2 separate regions of the Choristoneura fumiferana genome follow, and region 1 is linked to region 2. Evidence: chromatin contacts called from public Hi-C data. All regions are on one chromosome and are shown on one strand. Each heading gives the region's core, a stretch centred on a gene start, on an enhancer-like site or on the middle of the called end of the contact. The rest is flanking DNA. Distances are from core to core; before and after follow the strand shown.

What was found. Hi-C and Micro-C count contacts between places; a contact is called where the count stands out from the background.
Region 1: a contact with region 2 is called in a Hi-C map of whole pupa, with 2.4 times the contacts expected there. The contact joins the promoter of mTor here to the promoter of ND-75 in region 2. A contact is called at or near these places in 2 of 2 Hi-C or Micro-C datasets (both in whole pupa).

What each region holds. Positions count from the first base shown.
Region 1 is chr23:13,467,534-13,472,750 of NRCan_CFum_1, reverse strand. It overlaps mTor (serine/threonine-protein kinase Tor), which reads left to right and starts at 2,777. Exons shown (of 14, transcript XM_074105966.1): 1 at 2,777-3,166; 2 at 3,831-4,628; 3 at 4,915-5,217. The coding sequence starts at 2,947. LOC141440640 (actin-related protein 2/3 complex subunit 2-like) reads right to left here and starts at 2,590. Exons shown (of 8, transcript XM_074105157.1): 1 at 2,350-2,590; 2 at 1,756-1,849; 3 at 251-350. The coding sequence starts at 2,423.
Region 2 is chr23:13,307,153-13,312,145 of NRCan_CFum_1, reverse strand. It overlaps ND-75 (NADH dehydrogenase (ubiquinone) 75 kDa subunit), which reads left to right and starts at 2,350. Exons shown (of 14, transcript XM_074105726.1): 1 at 2,350-2,441; 2 at 2,763-2,928; 3 at 4,412-4,743. The coding sequence starts at 2,764. It overlaps eEF1beta (elongation factor 1-beta), which reads right to left and starts at 2,005. Exons shown (of 3, transcript XM_074105733.1): 1 at 1,848-2,005; 2 at 1,389-1,632; 3 at 451-853. The coding sequence starts at 1,927. The coding sequence ends at 509.

The sequences.
Region 1 (5,217 bases), core at 1,528-4,027, 160 kb before region 2:
AAATTTTATATGGCTGTCTAATATCACACAATACCAAATTGCCTTTGGATGCTACTGCCCCCACAAAATGCTCCAATGCCCACTAGGGACCTATGTACTAAAGCTAAAGTATGACATTAAGTAAATCAGAGTGCAACTACCTCTGATACGAGAAGCTAGCAAACTAGTATATAGCAACAACACAACACAAAGAATGTATGATTGATGTCTATTGCAAAAGTTGTTGTAGATTCATAATAGGAGCTTGTACCTGACTCGGGCTCTGTGAGGAGAGGTCCGTAAACTCTTTTCAGGAGTTCATCTGCCCCATGTTCCTCTAACTGCTTGTAGAACTTCAGTGATATACTAACCTGAGAACAGAATTAAACAATTTAACTATTAATTTGGTAATAAGTGCTAGGTCTAGCTGCTAGTTATAGCTATATTGTAATGGGATAGTTTTTATCCTGCAAAACTGTATAGTTCCCATAAGTGTGTGATAAATGAATTCTTTCAGGACAAAGTTGCAAGCAAAACCAAGTCTAAATTTTCATTCATAGTTCACCTATATCTATGAATTCTACGAATTTGTATAGTACTATGACTGACTGACAGAAAACACTCATGCTACATCACTTATGACAGTCACTTGAAATTTGGCAGATTTATCTTGATACCTATTACAGGAGTTGCATTAAAAATGAATTTGTCAAAATTAGCACAGTTTTTTTTTAAGTTTGTATTTAACTTGCAATTGCAATTTTGACATTCATAAGTGCTTGTTTTAGCCTAAATTGAATAAAGATATTCGACTTTGACTGAATGTATCTTGTATGTATCTATGTATGTGCAGGTCAAATCTTGCAAGTTAAATTTGACCCACTTCTAGTAGTCGGATAGTTTTAAAATTTGGCATACTTATGTCAATTGTATGACAATACAATAATCTGGTAGTGACATCCTGGTAGTCTGGCTAGGATCATCTTTGCTGGACGGAACTCTTCAACGGTTAATGGCATCAACTTGAAATTTTGTATGCAAATGTACTTTGGGTGACAATGCAAGTACAGACAACAAAAAGTAGTCAGAAAAAAGCTTGTATTAAAAATGTTTTTTTTTTACCAAAAACTTATTTTCATAGATTATACCTGCTGGCAATAACAGCATGCCATTATCATGACCAAGTGTGAAGTCTGTTTGTCCATTTGTAATCTTTCCACAGCAATTACTGAACCAGTCTTGATGAAACTTGGCAAAACATTGTGTGGATTATTTAGGATGTACAGAGGCTAATTTTTATTCGGGTACAACATTCTCACCCAGCCCTCAGCCCTCTTGTTCTGAGAGGAGGCCTGAGCCCAGCAGTGGGACGTATATAGGCTGGGATGATGATGACAACATTCTCACAGTAAACATTATGTTGGTTGGATTTGATGCCAAATTGTTGGTACTAACATCTAGAGATTTCCTATATTCTTATATCTAATTTTAAATGAAAACCCAATTTATATTTATGTGTAGGTTACTTTTGGTAAGAAGCTTATCATATCCTGACACTATTGAGTCATAACTTTGTCCAGTCAACTCCAAAGACATTGATATGACCAAAGTTACAAAAGTATATATAATCTTAATGTCAAGTCAATAAAGTTTCATTTATAATTTTGTAACTTTAGCCATATATTGATCTTTTTGTAGTAGACTGTACCAGATCTAATTGTGAATGGAATTAGATTTCAATAGGTATCTAAATAAGTATTTATAATGTACACATACCCTAACTTTGGTTTTGTCTCCATTTACATTGGATATATGAAAAAGCACTCCATCAAAATCTGCGACCGTTACATCTATAGATTCTGGCTTTAAGCTGAAATAAAATAAAACTATTAAAATTGGTCAGGGCCACATCCTGTGAGGCAGATAAAGTCAATTCATTGTGGCAAGCAAGCATATCAGTCTCGAATATCGAGTGCATTGCATTGTTTACTAAGGGTTCAGTGGCATCCAAAACACTTGATGATCATATCCGCGCGCCGCCAGTAGGTAGGTACTGAGAGAATGACTCATCCACACTGCGATAGGCGGTGACGGCGCGCCGAATCACTTCACTCCAGGACAGGACACCACAGTATTGCAGTAGATACCATTGCTCCTGATACACGACGGCCAACGTGGGCCCACCCCAGGAATTTGACACTTGTCAAGTACAACTTACTCCCGGAAAGGGGTTATAATAGCGGTCAACTCCCGGTTAGAAAGTGGGGCCCGAATCACAATACCATACTAAATTTATGCACACGCACAAACACTGCACAAAAACACATCACGATTACAAAAACAGCTACTTTCTAAGCGTAACGTACTCACCGCGCCAGTGCATTTTTATATTTTACTGTTAGCGTATCTTCTATAATTCTATTATTGATCTCGAGTAAGATCATTATTTAACAATTTATAACCTACAGCTTTTTCATAAAATCAACGCTTATAGCACCTTCATTTAACAATTTATACGAAAATCTTCAACGACGACCACCCGTATATAGATAATCATTTATACGACAGAAAAGGAAGCTACAAATGAATGAAATGAAATATCGGCCATGTAACCATAGATTTTTTTTATGACGGAACACTACTAGTCTATGATATGAACTGACAGCATCAACAATCGATAATCGGTTCGCATCGCATGTGAACGAATTTATTTTAACGACGACATGATTCAAGTACAACACTAGCCAATTTTTTTTTCTATGAGCTTTGCTTTACTTGTCATTTCAGAGACACAGACTGTCACAGACAGACACTGTCAAAAATACGGCCGAAATATTCAGAGTTTATTTTTATTTTGTTTAGAATTGATTAGGCAGTAAATTAATCCAGGAGTGGATGGATTGGTGCATCTACATAATGGACTAAGCTAATCTGTGATGTAACCGCGTGCATATACTCTTCTCAACCATGTCTAACCAAGTGGTCCAGTTCGTTGCGGGACTGAAGTCTCGCAATGTAGACTTGCAGATAAAGACAGCGCGGGAGCTGTACCACTATGCGAAAACAGAGCTGCGTGAAGTGCCCCAAGATGAGCTAACACAGTTCCTGGATGAATTCAATCACCAAATCTTCGAGATGGTTTCCAGCAGCGATGTGCACGAAAAGAAAGGGGGGGTGCTCGCCATCGGTGCGTATTCACCTTTAGTATTTATTAGGATGTTTTGAAGACCACACAGAACAGTAAAATGCTAAAGATAAAAATAAAAAGGGTCGAAATGTAAACTGATTTTTTAAATCCATATGCTTTTACTTTGGTTATAATCTAAGTACTTTTTTAATTTCCAAATGTAACGAGTGACGCATTTTAGTTTGTCTTGCCGATCTTTGAATAAAGATGTTTGTATTAATATCAGCTGTGACTGTGAGATTTGGACCTAACATTTATTTTATAGCACATTGTAAATTTAAATAATGACCTTTAACCCTTGCCCTAAAAGCCCTGCTAAACATTATCTATATCCTTAAATATGAGGAATTCAAATTATTTTGTATGCTGATGATGATGTCTGTAGCCCTTCAGCAGGAATATATGGGTGAAGACCAAAAAGTTGCACACCGTTAAAGCTGCATTAGCACGATTAATCATACATTTGTATGGATAATTTTCGTGTCACAATGGAAAAAGTTAATGGAAATTATAACTACCTGCTAATGCAGCTTTATCGGTGTGCAACTTTTTGGTATTCACCCATATACTAGTAAGGATAAGTAAGTGGTATTAACTATAAGCCATAGTTGTACAGAATGCCTTTCAAAGAGACAAACTCCATTACTTTGACTTTACATTTCAGTGTGTCTTATTGGAGGTGACTGTGATACAACAAAAACGCGCATAACCAGGTTTGCCAATTACCTTCGGAATCTACTGCCGTCATCTGATGTGGGTGTGATGGAACTAGCAGCTAAGACTGTTGGCAGGCTGGCTACAGTGTCTGGAGTCAAGAGAGCCGAGTATGTCGACTTTGAGGTCAAAAGGGCATTTGAATGGCTCTCGGAAGAAAGGAATGAAGGAAGACGCCACTCTGCAGTACTGCTTCTAAAGGAAATGGCTATTGCTATGCCTACCTACTTCTATCAACAAGTATCAGGGTTTTTTGATCACATACTAATAGCATTGAAAGACCCTAAACCTCAAATCCGGGAAGCTGCTGCAAAAGCCCTAAGAGCTGGTTTTGTAGTAACAACACAGAGAGAAACAGCCAAGCAATCAACAGCAAAGCCCCAGTGGTATATGCAGTGCTATGAAGAAGCTATGCTGTCTTTTGAAGACATACCAACCAAAGAAAAAGGCATCACCAAAGAAGACAGAGTGCATGGGGGACTGCTTATCTTAAATGAATTGCTCCGGTGTTCTAATGCGGCTTGGGAAAAAAAATATACAACTCTTATGCAGAGTCTAGACACACAAAAGGATATTGCTATGTCTGATGATATCATTTTTATAAGTACAAAACTGCACAGTCCATCTGTGAAGAGAGGATATCTATGTGATGGGTTTAAAACGGAAAATGTGACATACCCTGTTTCTATTTATGAGTCAGCTGTATGCAGGACATTGTTGACTGAAAAATTTGAAAAGATTTGTCATGGTAAGATTTTTACACTTAAAACTTTTCCTCATTCAATTTAGGCATTTTACTAACAAAATATAATTTTTCAAATCTTTATTTCATAATCATATTAATTGTACATATCAACGTTTGAAAGGAGAAATTGACTAAGAGACATTTTTTTAAGATATTGAGTTATGTACATGTTCGGAATCAGTGAATTTTTCTCTGTTGTTTGATCTATGTTAAAAAAAATTCACAAAAAATGTTGCTTAACCAATTTCTCCTTTCAACCGTCAGTATTTAAAAAAAAAATATGTTGCAGATGTCATGGCGCAGCGAATGTTAAAAGCCCAAGGGGTGCCTCAAGTTCTTCTCATAATAATCCCGCGGCTGGCTGCATTCAACAAGGAATATTTCCTCAAGAAATATATCAGCTCTACTATGAATTACCTCCTGTCGTCGGTGCGCAGCCGTGAGCGAGACCGCAACATGGCCTTTACCACCATTGGCCTGGTTGCTGCTTCCATTGACAATGAAATCAAAAGCTACATTCCCAGGATAATGGATGTTATCAAACAAGCACTGCCAGTGAGAGATACACAGAGCAAGAAAAGAGTGTACATTG
Region 2 (4,993 bases), core at 1,101-3,600:
GACCGAGCTTTGCTTGGGCTAAGACTCGATTTCTCAGAGATAAGACCAAGCTAGATCAATTTCTCATCCCCGAAAACCCCTACATACCAAATTTCATCAAAATCATTGGAGCCGTTTCAGAGATCCCCATAATATACAAGAATTGCTTGTTTAATGGTATTAGATAGATAGATTAATGTCTTGTTCATCACAGTTCTATATCCAAATTGTTATTGTTAATACTTTGTGTTCATAATCATTGATGCGAGCTTTATAACTGAGCCAACTGAGCATAGTTGTAATATAGACCTAAAGTCTAAAATGTGCAAGTGTTAAATAAGTAGATGGTATATTTTATATCAATTCTTATTTATTGTCTGTTTTGACTGATTAGTTACTTGATGTTCTGATTATCAATTTAAGTACATAGCTTTTTTATGTAATAAAGTATCTGAAAATAAAAGTTTTTAATGTTAGAAAATGTGATTTTATTTCAAAACATAACTTAAAAATAATTTACTGGCTTGGTTTAGATCTTGTTGAATGCGGCAATGTCAACAGACTGGACGAAATCTTCAAACTCTTGGATTGTTTCTGTGAGGAGGTCGACGGAGACCTTGTCATCTTCGATCACGCACATGATCTGCAGTTTGTGGATGCCGTAACCTACAGGTACTAGTTTGGAGGCACCCCACAGGAGACCGTCCATTACAACAGAGCGGACATGTTTCTCCAGCTCCTTCATGTCAGTTTCATCATCCCAAGGCTTGACATCAAGGAGAATTGATGACTTGGCAATAAGGGCGGGCTTTTTGGATTTCTTCTCAGAGTATGCCTTCAGGCGTTCTTCTCTGACTCTTGCAGCTTCCGCATCCTGGAAATAAGGATAATATATATCAGTGTTTGCATTATGTTGGAAATAGCACAGCCACCTAATTTAAACCTTATTTATTATTTCTCTCATATAGATAAAATCAATAAAAATCATTACCACCAGTTGTAATAAATAAATAGGCAGTCAACAAATGGAATTTCATCATGTTTGCCCCTTAAAAGACTCAAGGGAGCTGATGTGCTGCCTTACTAATGGGAGACGGAGCAGTGGCTCTGCCTTGCCAAACCCCAACCTCTAGTAACCCACCTGATTGTAGTCTAGAAGACTGATTGCAGGTTAAACAGGGGAAAAAAAATCATCTCTGCCTATATCTGTCCCACTGCAGTGAACAAGCCTCTCAAAACGAGAGGGGTTGGGCCATAGTTCCCACGCAGGCCCAATGAAAAGTGGGAACTTCACACACAATTGAATATTGTGTCTGCAGATTTCCTTACGATGTTTTTCTTCACTTTCAAGCTCATGATAAATGGATTTTATGTAAAATTATTAAAGACTAGAAGCTAGTATTATTTACCTCCTCCTCATCACCGGAGCCAAACAGGTCGACATCATCGTCATCATCATCAGCGGGTTTAGCGGGCGCGGCGGTGGGCTTGGCGCCAGCGCTCAGCGGGCTCACTCCCGCGGCCCAGGCCTTGCGCTCCGCGGCAGAGTACGACGCGATCTGGTTGTACCAGCGCAGCGCGTGCGGGAGGCTGCCGGCCGGGGCTTTGCCGACCTGCTCGAACACTTGCACATCAGCTTGAGACGGTGTCCATCTAGAATATGTTTCCGATAAGATGATATTTCATGTTCTTTCTTAGTTTCAACAATGCAGGAACGATAATATGGGGCACGAGCGATAAGTAATCTTGAAGAAACAGCTGTCGCTCAGCTAGTACGAGTAAGTCACGAATAATCAAGGTTAAGACCAAGGGGTTGACGTGGTGTACTCTTTAGGTTATGCACATAGGTTAGTATTTTATGTACGTACCCGGACACATAACTTTTCTCAGCTAAATATTTGTTCAGTTCATTGAGACCCTGAGCGGTTTTAACGTCTCCGAATGCCATTTTTTATGGATTATAAACTGATTTGTTCGCTCAACCACACGGCCCGGCAAAGAGCAAATGAAAGAAAGAAGGAAAGGGACAAAAAAAAATTACAGAGAGAGTAAGCAAATAAAGGGATGTAGGGATCGTCATTTACCGCATATTTTTGAATCGATTATTTTTGCTTTTTCATTCGATTGCTAGATCGATTGTATGATTCAAAGCTGTTCAAGTGGTTTTTAAAACCGCTGTGACCCAATTTTAATTAATATTTTGCATTTTATTCTAAAATTATCTAATTTTTGTAATACAATTAAAAATAAAATTGGTTGATAATGAATCGTGATATATGATCTATTTAAAGCTTAAGCCAAGCTTTGACAAATTTTGTTGACTCTTTGTTCTCTTTAGCTGTGTAGATGGCTTTTATGGTTACTCGAAGTCTCGACCTCGACTCGAACAGATTTACCTAATGACAGTTCTTTGATCTGTCACTTCAATCCAACTAATCGAAATTTGTAATTTGTATTTTTGGGTACGATTTTTACAAAAAAACGACGTAATTCATCGTAATATTTATAATCATCAATTTGTTTCAAATCATTTTGTTGTTACTGTTTACACTATAGCAACATAATATTTATTATTTAGGTTATACGTTCGAAACTTATGTAACAATAACAGATAATTTTGTGTAATTATCTCGGTAAAATCTTGTAATTTGGGACTTTTACACTAATACATACAAGACGCTTAGTGTGAGAATCATACTGAACGTTTATAGGTGCTTAAAGTGGTCGTTAGTCTGTGTTTGCGTAAGTTAGTTGTTGAGGTTGATTTGGTGTGTTGTGCACAGAATGCTGCGCCAGCCGCTTACCCGGGCGCTCGCGCTGGGCGCACCCCGTGTGACGCCGCTCGCGACGCGCCGTTTCGCCGACCAAGTGCCGGCGCAGCCCGACAAAGTCGAACTCTTCATTGACGACAAACCTGTGTATGTTGCTCCGGGCACCACTGTCTTGCAGGTAATGATCTGATGTTGTGTGTTACCAGTTGTATTGCTAAACTTGAACTCTTGAAACCCCTATGACTCCTCGTTCATTATTCTGCAGTTAATTATAGAAAAAAAGTCTTATTTTGTAAAATACAATTGGGAGTTAATAATTAACAAATAGCATCAAATTTGTTTGTATATATAGGTATGATTGTAACAGAAGCTCATACTCTTTTGTTAATTTATTAAATCATCAATCACAATTTTATTTAATAAGCTTCTTAGTTCAGATGCAAATACAAAATAATAATATCCTAACAGTAAAAGTATCAATGTTCGGCATCTGTGTGCCTGTTGGCAAAGGCTCTCCCAGCAGTCTCCAATCCCTCCGCATGCAGCCACTTGCAAGAGTGTTCCATATTCTGCCATATCAATTATAAGAGCCATACCAATCATCAATCATAAGTGGGTTATCAATTTAGAAGTAGAAAAAAGAAGTGTGGCAAGGCAAAAAGACTTCATAAAAACAGCTGGAAAAAACTGGATGAATATTGCTCTGGACAAAGAAATGTGGAAAAAGATGGAGAAGGCTTTTACCCTTGGGGACCACTAATTGGGTTAAAAAAAAGCTATTATAGTTGTTAGAGAATCTGGCTACAAAGCTTGAGGTTTGGGGGTTGATCTCCTGTATTATGATTATGTATGAAAAATATGAATGTTTGTTTATCAAGTCTTGGAAGTTCAATATGGACCTATTTAAGTATGTATCTGGGCCAATTAACTATTTTACTGACACTTTGGGCGTCTCCTGTGTTACCAAATTGTCTCTGGCGTTACCAAAAAATTGTACTTCCAACAAGATATTTCATGGTTTAATAGGTTGAACTTACATAGGATGGCATTTATTCGTGTACACCATCTATTAAATTACAGACAAACATGTTTACTTACAAAAATTGCAGTTTTTTTGTTTGAAAAATGTTGCAGACAGATTAGTGTCGGTAAAAAAGTTGATTGGCCCATCTATCTCTTTAAGTACTTAGTTTATTTGTTGCCTGGTACCCATAACATCACCATCATATTTAATTATTATTAATTTTGACGTAAAATTTCTGTTTTCACAATTTGAACCAAACATCAATCAAGTAGTTATTTTTTTTTATGTCCTCAAGTGAGGATGGGGGGACCCAGGAGGCTATGGGTCGATCAACTTTTTCTTGTCACTCATTGCTAGTTACATTCTCCTGAGTCACTCTTTAAACCGTAAGTTTATAGGAATAAAATTTGCCAAACATGCGTTTTTGTGGTAGTTTTAAGCATGTTAGTATAATATGACAGAACATTTCTTCTACTGTACTATTTTTGTCCCCTCGCTGACAGGACAGAATAACATCAAGAAATAGTTGATCCACCCTTAAATAACTAAGTGGCCTTGAGAAAATAATGTTTGAGATATGTCATTAGACCATAAAAAAATTATTATTCATTATTTTACATCTTTAATTATTTTATAGGCTGCAGCACAAGTTGGCGTGGAGATCCCTAGATTCTGTTACCATGAGCGGCTGGCTGTAGCTGGCAACTGCAGGATGTGTCTTGTTGAAGTTGAGAGGTCTCCCAAACCTGTCGCTGCCTGTGCCATGCCAGTGATGAAAGGCATGAGGGTGAAGACCAACTCGGACCTCACTAGGAAAGCTCGCGAGGGTGTCATGGAGTTCTTGCTTGTGAACCATCCTTTGGATTGTCCTATTTGTGACCAGGGTGGTGAATGTGACCTCCAGGATCAGTCTATGGCTTTTGGATCTGACAAGAGTCGCTTTACCGACATCCATTTCTCAGGAAAGAGGTTAGTGTAAATCATGGTTGATGTTCTGAATCCAAGGGCTCATCCAGGAGGGGGGCAGGGTTCATTGGGGGTAATGACCTCCCTGGTCCCTGGGCCCTGGGCACTGCTGGACATAGGCCTCTTCCATGGCGCGCCACAACACTGTCTTCAGCCCCTCGCATCCATCCGCCGCCAGCGACCCTCTTAAGGTCGTTCGTCCACTGTGCCTCCGGACGCCCTACACTACGACTTAAGTGAATTTAGGACAACT